Regions from separate parts of the Bos taurus genome. Here region 1 is linked to region 2. The links are chromatin contacts, called in public Hi-C maps. All regions are on one chromosome and are shown on one strand. Each heading gives the region's core, a stretch centred on a gene start, on an enhancer-like site or on the middle of the called end of the contact. The rest is flanking DNA. Distances are from core to core; before and after follow the strand shown.

The links. Hi-C and Micro-C count contacts between places; a contact is called where the count stands out from the background.
Region 1: a contact with region 2 is called in a Hi-C map of liver, with 2.7 times the contacts expected there. The contact joins the promoter of MIDEAS here to the enhancer-like site in region 2. A contact is called at or near these places in 3 of 11 Hi-C or Micro-C datasets (liver and skeletal muscle).

Annotation. Positions count from the first base shown.
Region 1 is chr10:85,195,063-85,200,124 of ARS-UCD2.0, forward strand. MIDEAS (mitotic deacetylase associated SANT domain protein) reads right to left here and starts at 1,656. Exons shown (of 12, transcript XM_059890937.1): 1 at 1,543-1,656.
Region 2 is chr10:85,144,818-85,149,861 of ARS-UCD2.0, forward strand. It overlaps MIDEAS (mitotic deacetylase associated SANT domain protein), which reads right to left. Exons shown (of 12, transcript XM_059890937.1): 2 at 1-1,550. The coding sequence starts at 1,310. Among named protein-coding and RNA genes, the nearest start is that of PNMA1, 24 kb to the left of the region's middle. Within about 2 kb of position 3,369, at least 86 of the 102 cell types and tissues checked have an H3K27ac peak or open chromatin away from gene starts, as enhancers often do. A contact at or near this core is called in liver and skeletal muscle, where this site is marked.

The DNA.
Region 1 (5,062 bases), core at 406-2,905, 49 kb after region 2:
GGCCCCAAGCCAGTCACCATACAATTTTGCTAAATCAAACTGCTTTCCCGTTTAGGGAGGTCGATAGCCATCTCCCATCTCCTTTTCCTGCTGACGTCATCCCACATTTTCTACAGGCACAAATAAGGGTACAATTCCTGGGACAGTTTTCAGGCTGCCTGAGGTTGGGAGGGGAAGGATCCTGCCCTCCCGGGTCCACTCTACTTCTCTGGCCATTTGGCAAATTATCCGAGGTGAAGGGAGAGGCGAGGAAATAAATCACCTCGCTAAGGTGAAAGGCCGAAAAGAACTCGGCGACTGCAGCTCAGACCTAGATCTGTCCTGGGCATTTGCAATGCAAATGCGCGTTTTGTTCGCTGCCACCGAGGTCTTGCACAATAGCCTGTGTATAAACATCCAGGCCAACAATGCCTGACTGTGCAATCATGCTGTAATTACAGGCCGGCAGGAAGCTGCTGCTAGGAACTGTTCCATTCAACTTCTAGACATCCCATGTCGGAGTCTCCACCGCACGGACGAACATTCCTGCACACACCAACGCGTCCCCGACGCGGCCGCGGCCGCTCCAGTTCCAGACTCCAAGCCCCGGAGCCCGGGCGCCACCCGCCCGGCCCGCCAGTCCCAAGTTACTTTGCAGAGATGTCATAAACTTCTCAGCTGTTCTTTAAAAAAAAAAAAAACCCTACGCCACGAGGCTACCGAAGGCGGCGCGAACCACCATCGAAGTTCCCAAGCACATTCCTGCAAGCCCTAGCAGTTTTGGAAGAACAGAAAAAGAGCGAGATGCCTCAGAGTCCACTGGAAGCGGTTTTGGGAGTTTTATATAGAAAACACTCACATATGTATGTGGGTGTGCTGACAGTTTTTATGGCTAAATTGCAAAGTGTTAGGCCTTAGTGATTACTGTCGGGCTTGGGACGTGGTGTAGGAGGAGAAGGGGGTGGGGGAGTCAGAGGAATTCGTTCAAAGGGGACTTTGGGGCCGTTCTGGGTTTTGCCTTTTGGAAATGCGTAGGGGTGTTTCCCAAACTTCCAAGTGGCTGTGCTCTTCCTCACTGTCGGGCCAAGCAAAGAAAAGTGGGGGGGCGGGCGGGGGGGGGGGAGCTCCTTTAACTTCCTTCCAGCAACCTCAGCGAGGGCTGCAAAGAGTCAGAGCGCGCGTCCCTGGGAAGCCGGGCGGGGGCTGGGGGACGGCTGCGCCCAGCCTGTCGGGATGGCTGCCCCCACCCCCACCCGGGGCGGAGTACTAGACCCGGACGCCGGCCGCGGGAAGCCCCTTCCCTGCGCCCCTGCGCTAGCCAATGGTGCCTGGAGAGGCCCGGCTGCAGCCCCGGGCTGCTCTGAAATCCCGCGGCCAAACAGGGTCGCAGCCTGGGGCCTGGATCCCGGCTGCAGAGCTCGCTCCCTGCAGCGGCCCCCGCACGCCACCCCAGCGCCGCCGGCCCTCCCCGCCCGCGCCGCCGAGCCCGGACCCCGAGCGTTTCGGGGGCCCCCACGGCGACGCCGCGGCTGCGGAGGGGGAGCGCCGAGCCCCGCGACTCACCTGCGCGCTGGATCCCGGGGCCGCTCGGAGGGGCGCGGGGCTCGGGGCGCAGGCGAGCAGGGCTCGCAGACTCAAACTTTGTTGCTCTCGGGACGGCGCAGTCGTCACTTCCTCGCGGAGCGGGTGGCGCGGCCCGGGCGGTGACCCAGCAGCTCGCGCGGTGGCGCGCCGGGCCCTGCAGCCGCCCGCGCCCCCGGCTTTGCGCGCCCTCGGCTGCGGAGGGAAGAGGGCTACGGTCCGCCTGCGTCCCTCCGGGGGAGGCTCTCTCCAGCCTGGTCGTTTCCGCGCGAAGATGTGCTGGATCCGGGAAGATGGTGTTGGGGTTCCGGGGCCCAGAACTGGAGTTCCAAGGAAAACAAAGGATGGGAAAGGAGGAAGAGAAAGTTTTTCTGTTTGGTGTTGAGGCTAGAAAATCATGTTAGAAAACACGGGGCTCTGTGTTCGCTTTTGCTTTGCCTTTGTTTTGTTTGCACCAAATAATGCCTAAGCTGGGCCTTAAAACTCGAGTCTCCTCTTCCCACATCCCCTCAAATGATCGGCACTCTTGTCCTTCGTCATTTCCAGGGATTATAAGGGCGCATGACGTACAGCGTTTATGACTGACTTCAGGGGGCAATCTCAGCACCCAAGTTGGGGCTGCAAAATAGTTTTTGTTCTAATCCTCCCTCGCGATTTCCACCTCCTTCTTTATACTCAACTCACAGACCTCTTCGGGGCCTGACACAAGTCTGTGTTTCGTCATGGACCAAAAGTGACTTGGAGAGTAGGGTGGCGTCCTGACAAAAGGAGCTTCAGGCAGTAGTAACTCCGAAATCTATCATCGCCCAAAGTACATTAGCTCACGCTATTAAAAACTACAACAACCAAAAGCCATCTTTTAAGTTTCCGATAAGTAGCAGCAAAGTAGTTTAAATGGCAGAGGCAGTCTTTCGGGAGGCAGTCTTTCAGGAAGAACTCCTGATCCGGTAAAGCTGGAGAGAAAACCGGTTAGCCTTTGCTGTGGTTTAAAAAAAAAAAAAAGCAGACATTTGAAACGGCAGTGGAGGGCTTTCATAACAGAAACATTAGCTTCATTGTAACTTGTGAAAACAGGGACCTTTTCAAAGGTGGTTCAAAAGCATCAGTTAGGACTCAACAATTTTCCCTTTTCCCCCAAATACTGCTGCTACTAGCACATTGGTCAGATCACAGAACCGCCTGTTCCAAGGCTTCATCTTTTTACGAAGGCACAGGAAACCGCAGAGTTGAGTGAAGGCTTTGTCCAGAAAGGTGGATGTAAAACTGATAGAAAGTGACACCTGAGAAATTATCCTCAGGTCTGCATTAATACCGAGTGGGAAACCACAAAGGCAGGCTCACCCAAAGGTTAGGAGTATGAAGACAGACGGTCTCCTAGCAACATGTAAGGCCCTACATGGTAGCCCTGTATGCACTGCTCTCATTTCTACTGAGACATTATTAATTCAGTTCAGTTCAGTTCAGTCGCTCAGTCGTGTCCGACTCTTCTCAACCCCATGAATCGCAGCACGCCAGGCCTCCCTGTCCATCACCAACTCCCAGAGTTCACTGAGACTCACGTCCATTGAGTCGGTGATGCCATCCAGCCATCTCATCCTCTGTCGCCCCCTTCTCCTCCTGCCCCCAATCCCTCCCAGCATCAGAGTCTTTTCCAATGAGTCAACTCTTCGCATTATTAATGGCATATTTTAAATAACCACATGTATCAGGTGAGAAAAGCAATCTTGCTTTGAGAAATAAGTTCATTACTAGACTCTCAATCATTATAAATTCTCTGAAACTTTCCCAACACGCTATTTGGGGGTGGTGGTGGTGGAGGGATTGTCCATTTCAATTGTGAAATAGAAGTTAATTTCTCAATGTGCTCTGCTTAAAGCAGGTGATGATGATAATCTAGGCATAGAGAGAATATGCTTCTGAAAATCTTGTTATACTCCATCTTCGCTAGAACAAGAGCAGAATATTTCTTTGTTCAGTATTGTGATTCTGAATTCTCAGTCACAGTTTCATGAATATTCAGTATTCCTGCACGCCCAGGAATAATTAGCAGACAGTGTAAATGTCTGAAGGATACTTATGCATGCACGGACATGCATCGCTTTTTCTCTGTATAGGGTGACATATTTGCTGGAGTATCACCAAGTGCAGAAGCTGTTGCAGGCACCCTCGAAAACAGCCCCCTGCTAACAGGGGTCCCCTCCCTCTGGGTATTCATGCCCTATACAATCTCCTCTTCTTGAATGTGGGCTAGACTAATGGACTCAATTCTAACAAATCACGTGTGGCAGAAGTCATGTGATGTCACTGCTGAGACTAGGTTATTAAAAAAACCTAATGTGGCTTCCATCTTCGGTGCTCTGTTTCTTTTCTTGCTCTTTCTTGGATCACTCACTGTAGGGGAAGCTAGTTGCCATGTCGTAAGGCAACCCTGTAGATGAGGCTCAAGGCCGCCCAACAACCACAGGAGTTAGCTTGACAAGGGATACCTCCCTTTGGCCCCCTCCCAATCAAGCCTTCAGGTGAGGCCTTCAACCCCAGCCAGCAGCTGCCTCATGAAAGCCCTTGTGGCAGAGATACCCAGCTAAGCTGCCTGGATTCCTGACCCACAGAGATTGTAAGATAGTTAATATTTGTTGTCTCAAGCTGCTGTGTTTTGGAGTAATTTGTTACACAGGCACAGATGACTAATGCACAGAGAAAAGAGAAGTAAATCATTAGGGGTCCAATAACAAGCTCACACACATTTCCTGGTCCCTCACCTGGAAAGCAGGGCATAGAGAAAGAGGCAGGGTCCTAGACCAGTCCTAAGTGTAACAAGCAAATCCTAAGAACAGAAGACCCAGTCCTTACCCTTTTTTACAGAACAGGGGTCATCCTTAACTTTAAAATAGGTGAGAGAGCATGTGTTGCTGCTCAGTCCCTGGCAGCCCTGGTATTGAGTGTCATCAACCTGCTAGTGAGTGCAGATGTCTTTGTGTCACAAGAATTGACGTCTGTCCAGGTGTCCTCTTCCTCCTCCTCAGGGCATCTGCTCTGATCCCCAAGACCTTGGCACACCCAGTGACTGTGGAGTCAGACCGTGGTCCTGGAAGGGAGCTCAAAAGACAGGCCTTCAACCCTGGCATCCAGAAGAGATAGGTCCAAATGTGGGAACACAGAAGGGATAGGGGATTTCAGCGGGGGATCCAAAAGAAAGGCATGTGGTCCAGCTGTCGAAGAGCAAGCTGTGAACTAACTCTGATAAGAATCGTCTCCACGCTGCTTCCAGGACTACAAAGAACTTTCTGTCCATGTGATGGTTATCTTTCTCTCAGCATCACTTCCTCTCTGACTGGAGCTAATTATTTGAAAACACAAAACAAAATTTTAGGAAGCAGGAAAGATGTTCTACTCCTTTGCCCCTTTCCATGGCATCTACTTAGGGCTGCTCCCCACCCCCCATGTTCCCCTCCCCTCAGCCAGTCCCACAGAAGCTGGCAATTGTAGAAGCTGTTTCTGTTTC
Region 2 (5,044 bases), core at 2,119-4,618:
ACCGCCCGCATGCCCTCCTCACCACCCATGGCGGGAGTCTCCCGCTCCCGACCATTGGGTGCCAGTCTCTCCCCGTCAGACAGGAACTGCGACTCCCTCAGCTCCAGCGTGAACCCCAGAGCTTCAGGATGGGGCTGCCCCAGTGGGCCGGGTGGCGGCTGCTGCGGGACCCAGTGATGTAGGAACAGGTTGCTGGCGGGCTCCTGCCCGGGCTGGGTGCCGGCCCCATCCAGGGCGGTGGAAGGCAAGACGCCCTCCTTAGAGAGGCGGCGGGAACGGCGGGGGAAGGCGATCTGGGCCTGAGGTAGCACAGGCTGCGGGGCTGACTCCTGCAGGAGGGCCTTGCGCAGTTCCGGGTTCATGTCAGGGTTGGGGGGGAAATGGTAGGGTGCCATGCTGTGGTGGGCCAGGTGGGACTGCCCCAGTGGCCCGGCCGGCTGCAGGCCAAAGTCCTGGGGCTGCTGAGAGGGTGGTGGCTGCTGCATGGAGTAAAAGTTCTCCAAGAGCTGTATCTGGGGCAGGGCCGCCTGCTGCTGCTGCTGCTGCTGCTGCTGCTTCTGGGGCGGGAAGGCCGTGACGGGGTTAGGGGGCGGCGGGCCCTGCCGGAAGACCTGCCGGTTCACCTGGTGGCCGAACGCCTGCCGGAAGGACTCCAGAGGCAGCGTCTGGTTTGGGGGCTTCTTGGCCATGTGGAAAGAGTTAAGGGGCGCCTGGGACCGCCCCACCTCCAGCTGCACCTTGGGCGGCACCATGGGCCGCACAGCGTTTCCGTAGCGGTCCAGTTGCGGCCCCCCCACCTTCTCTAGCTTCAGAGGCTCCGGGTGGTTGTAGTAGGTAGCGACCCCCATGCCAGGATGAGAGCTCCCCTTGGGTCCGCTGTAGAGGGGCAGGCTGTGGCGGTTCCACGTCGAGTTGGGTGGAGGCTGGCCTGGCTGCTGCTGCCAGCCGCTGTCGCTGACACCCCCACCCCCTCCCCGCTCCGGGCCCCGCCCTGGAGCCATCACAGAGTTGGGCCACTTGACCGAGCCCACCTGCTGGGACAGCATGGTCCGCTCAGACCCGTACACCACAGAGTTGAGTAGGGCCAGGCTGTTGGAAGAGGGCAGTTCCACCGGCTGGGAGTGGGGAGCAGCCCCTGCTGAACCCTCGTGGGCAAAGTAAGGCTCCTCTTTCACTCTGGACTGTGGAGGGGCCGGGGGCTGCTGGGGGGCTTGCAGGGGCTGAGGCTGCTCCTTGGGAGCTGGTTCTTGGTCCCCAAAGAGGCAACGCTTCCGCTTGTTCTGAGCCTTGGGCTGGGCCTGGAGGTTCATGGTGTGGCCAACAGGGGCCCCAGCAGTGAGACCTACTTCACCAGTCGCCCATCCCCTGGGGGATGGTCCTGCTGGAAGCCCGGCCCTAATCCAGCAGCCAGAGGGGGGACCAGCGGAAATGCTGGATGATGCAGTCAGGCACAGGGAGAAAGAACAGCGGGCTCTTCCTTCCTTTCTGCGGAGAGGCTCTCGGGCTCCTCTACTCGTCCTGGGTCATGATGCTCCGCAGGGCCCTGGAGCCTGCAGACAGAACAGCAACAATGTCAGCTGCAGCCTCCCAAGGATGCCCCCAGAGGTCTGTACACGTGTGAGGGGAGGGCCTTGAGGGTCCTGCAGTTCCACTGCCTCCTGGGGACAAGCTCAAGGCCACAGACTGACCATGGTGAGGCAGCAGCTAGGGCCTTGGGGGAGCTACCAGGAGGCAGCAACATCTCCCAGGGTGCTCTGGGACTCTCGCCTAGTCCCACCACCTCGCCCTACTGATTAGCGTTCAAGACAGCTCATTTGGTTGTGTAACTTCCAAACTTGGCACAAAGGCACCTGCCAAGGGGGCAAGCTGGGGCGAGCCCCTGCAGTCAAGTTGGGATCAGGGGTGACAAAGGCCATATGGGGTTCCCTTCTCCTCTGAAGCCAGGCCTCAACCCACTGGGCAGCCAAGCAGGTCCTCTCACATCTCGGTCCAGGCAGTGGCCTCCCCAACAGAGCCAGCGGGAGTTTTTTTTCAGCCATTGCCTCCTCTGACACTCCATGCACATCTCAGACAGGAAATGGAGAAAACAGCAGCCGCTCCCAACTGTGCAGCTACAGGGTCGGGAGCCCCATCAGGCCCTTGCAGAGTTGAGGCCCAAAGGGTAGGCTGCCGTCCTCTGCATATAGGTGAGGCCCCAGAAGGGTGTGTGTGCAGTCCTAACCCCACCCCTGGGAGGAGCTGCTGGGTGGGACTGTGGCAGCCACAGTCTTCCCCAAAGGAGCACGGAACCTGTTTTGCAACCTGGGCTGGCAGGAGACAGGATGCAGCCCAGTAGCTGGTCAGTCCCCGCCCACCCTCTTCCACCGCCAAAGAGCTCCTGGCATCTTGAGCAAGGAACAGCATAGCTGTGATACTGAGGGGAGGCGGATTTCTAGAACACAAGTCCTGAAGGCTTCTCCCTGACAAGGCATGACCAACGTGTTCACAGTGTTCCTATGTTTGCTTTGTAACTTGATTTAAAATCAACAATAGCATCGAAACATGTATAATATCCTATATGAAATGAATCGCCAGCCCAGGTTCGATGCATGATACAGGATGCTTGGGGCTGGTGCACTGGGATGACCTAGAGGGATGGTATGGGGCGGGAGGTGAGAGGGGGATTCAGGATGGGGAACACATGTACACCTGTGGCAGACTCATGTTGATGTATGGCAAAACCAATACAATATTGTAAAGTAAAAAAATAAAATAAAAGCAACAACAAACAACCCAGGTCATTCTTTTTATCCTGCTACTGAAGAGAAGGCATCCAGACCAGTATTTCATAATTTAGGTATGTTTTTATTACTTGCATGCAAGTTATAACTTACACCTAGACTGTGCATGTATTTTTGAAGGCTTTTTCTTTCTTCGGAGAGGGTTGGTTTCTTTTTTTTTGTTTTGTTTTGTTTGCCTCTCTGGGAAGTTGGTGAGGGTAAGAGCTACATGGCCCACCTCTTGCCCACGTTAAGATTTAGATCGAGTCACCCAAGTCTAGAAGGATCGGAAGGGGAGGGAGCTCGGGAAGCACCGCCCCCCCAGCCCCGCCCCCGCCATGATACATCTGCAGGTCCTGGCTGACCTCGGCATCAGAACCTAGACGCCCCAGGTCACCGTGAGCAGCCTGGGGAGTTCTCAGGAAACCAGCCGAGGGGCGCAGAGGCGGGCTGGCTGGGGTAGGGGCAGGCTCCGGTGTGAAGCCCTGGCTACACCCAGCGATGGCCCGGGCCGCGGGGAGGCGGCAGTGCTATCGCTCCTCTGCAGGCTTCCGCAGCTCCCTTCCCCTCCCAGAGCGGCTGTGACTCACTCCAGCCCCCCTTGCTGCCTTTCACTTTCACCCAGCACCCAGAAGGGGAGGAACTTCCTCCTCCATTTCCTTCCCCAGCTCCCGGCCCTCCTGTGAGTGAGAGCGGCTCTCCAAGCGGCATCCCCTTTGTCTCGCCTGTGGAAGCTGGGGGAGGGCAAGAATCACCCAGGCGCCCCCTCATCCACCCCCTGCCACACCCCGGGAGGATTTGGGAGGCAGAGAGCACCGAGGCCACAGAAACCACCTTCTAAACAAATCCTTTTCTCTTGCTTTTAAACTCTCACGCCCTGACAGCCAAGCCAACACACAGAGCAAAGAGAGAGAGACCCAAAGTCAGCCCCCAGACCGAAAACAAGCCTGGGCGCCAGGGTGAAGCTGCAGGGTGGGACTGTCCCGGCCACAGGAGTTGGCTCTGCCTCTCCAATCAGAATGAAGCACTACAAGACAGAGGAAGGAAGGGCGTGTGTGTGTGTGTGTGTGTGTGTGTGCGCGCGCGTGCGTGCGCGTGTGTGTCTAAGGAGGGGTATGAGGGGGAGTTAGCAGGTCCATGTACAAGACAGAGGAAGGAAGGACATGCTGTGTGTGCGCGCGCGCATGTGTGTGCGTGTAGGTGTGAGTGTGTGTAAGGGGGGGTACGAGGAGGAGTTGGCAGGTCCACGTGCCTCCAGGGAGCAGGGAGCCTCCCCTCCCCTGACAGAGCAGACACACAACACCCCCCACCCCATCCCAGCCCTACGGCCTGGTGAGCCGCAGCACAGGCTTGGGGCCTGGAGGAAGGGAAAGCCCACGTGGCCCATGGGCCCGGGTGCACGTGCGAGTGTGTGCCTGATAGAGGTGCCCAAGCACGGCCGCTCAGTGCAGAGGGGTTGGAATTGGGGCTGGGGAGGTCAGGGTGGAGTCTGAGAAAGGGCATCCGAGGCAGGGCTGCTTCTGCCCCAGTCCCACGCTGGCTCAGCCGCAGCTGTTTGGTCAGGCCTGGTCTGCCGCCCACCCCTTACCCTGCCCATCAGGGAGGGCCTTGGCTCCTCACACCACAGCAGGTTTCCAAAGCTGCTGGGCCAGGGACTGGTTGAGAAAAAAAATCAAAAGGGCCAATCTGGGGAGGCTGAAGCTTTTGCAGAGGCCTCCCTGTCACCCCCCCCCACACACACACACACACACTGGAACGCTGCTAATAATGCTAAGAGCACAGATACCCAAGCCTGCGACCCTCAAAAGAAGATTATTGTCTGGGGGGATGGGGAAAAGAGTGGAAGCCTGGAGGTAGGAGGGGAAGACACACCAAGACAGGAAGGCAAGGAGAAGTAGCAGTGGCAGCAATAGTCAGTATTTATAATAAGAACGAGAGTGCACCGTGCCAGGCAGATCCTAAGTACTCTGCACATGTTTAATTCCCACAACAGCTTTATAAAGCAGCATGAAGCCAAAGCATGAAGCACTGTTATTTAAACTCTATTTTACAGGTGAGTTAGGCTCTGAAGGGCTAAATAACTTGCCAAAGGTCACATGGTAATGATCCTGCAGAGCCAGGGCTTAAACTCCAAGACCAAACTCTCATTCCTCATTCCTAAGACATACCACTGGGCTTCCCTCATAACAGTTGGTAAATCATCTGCCTGCAATGCAGGAGAGCTGGGTTCAATTCCTGGGTCGGGAAGATCCCCTGGAGAAGGAAGTGGCAACCCACTCCAATAT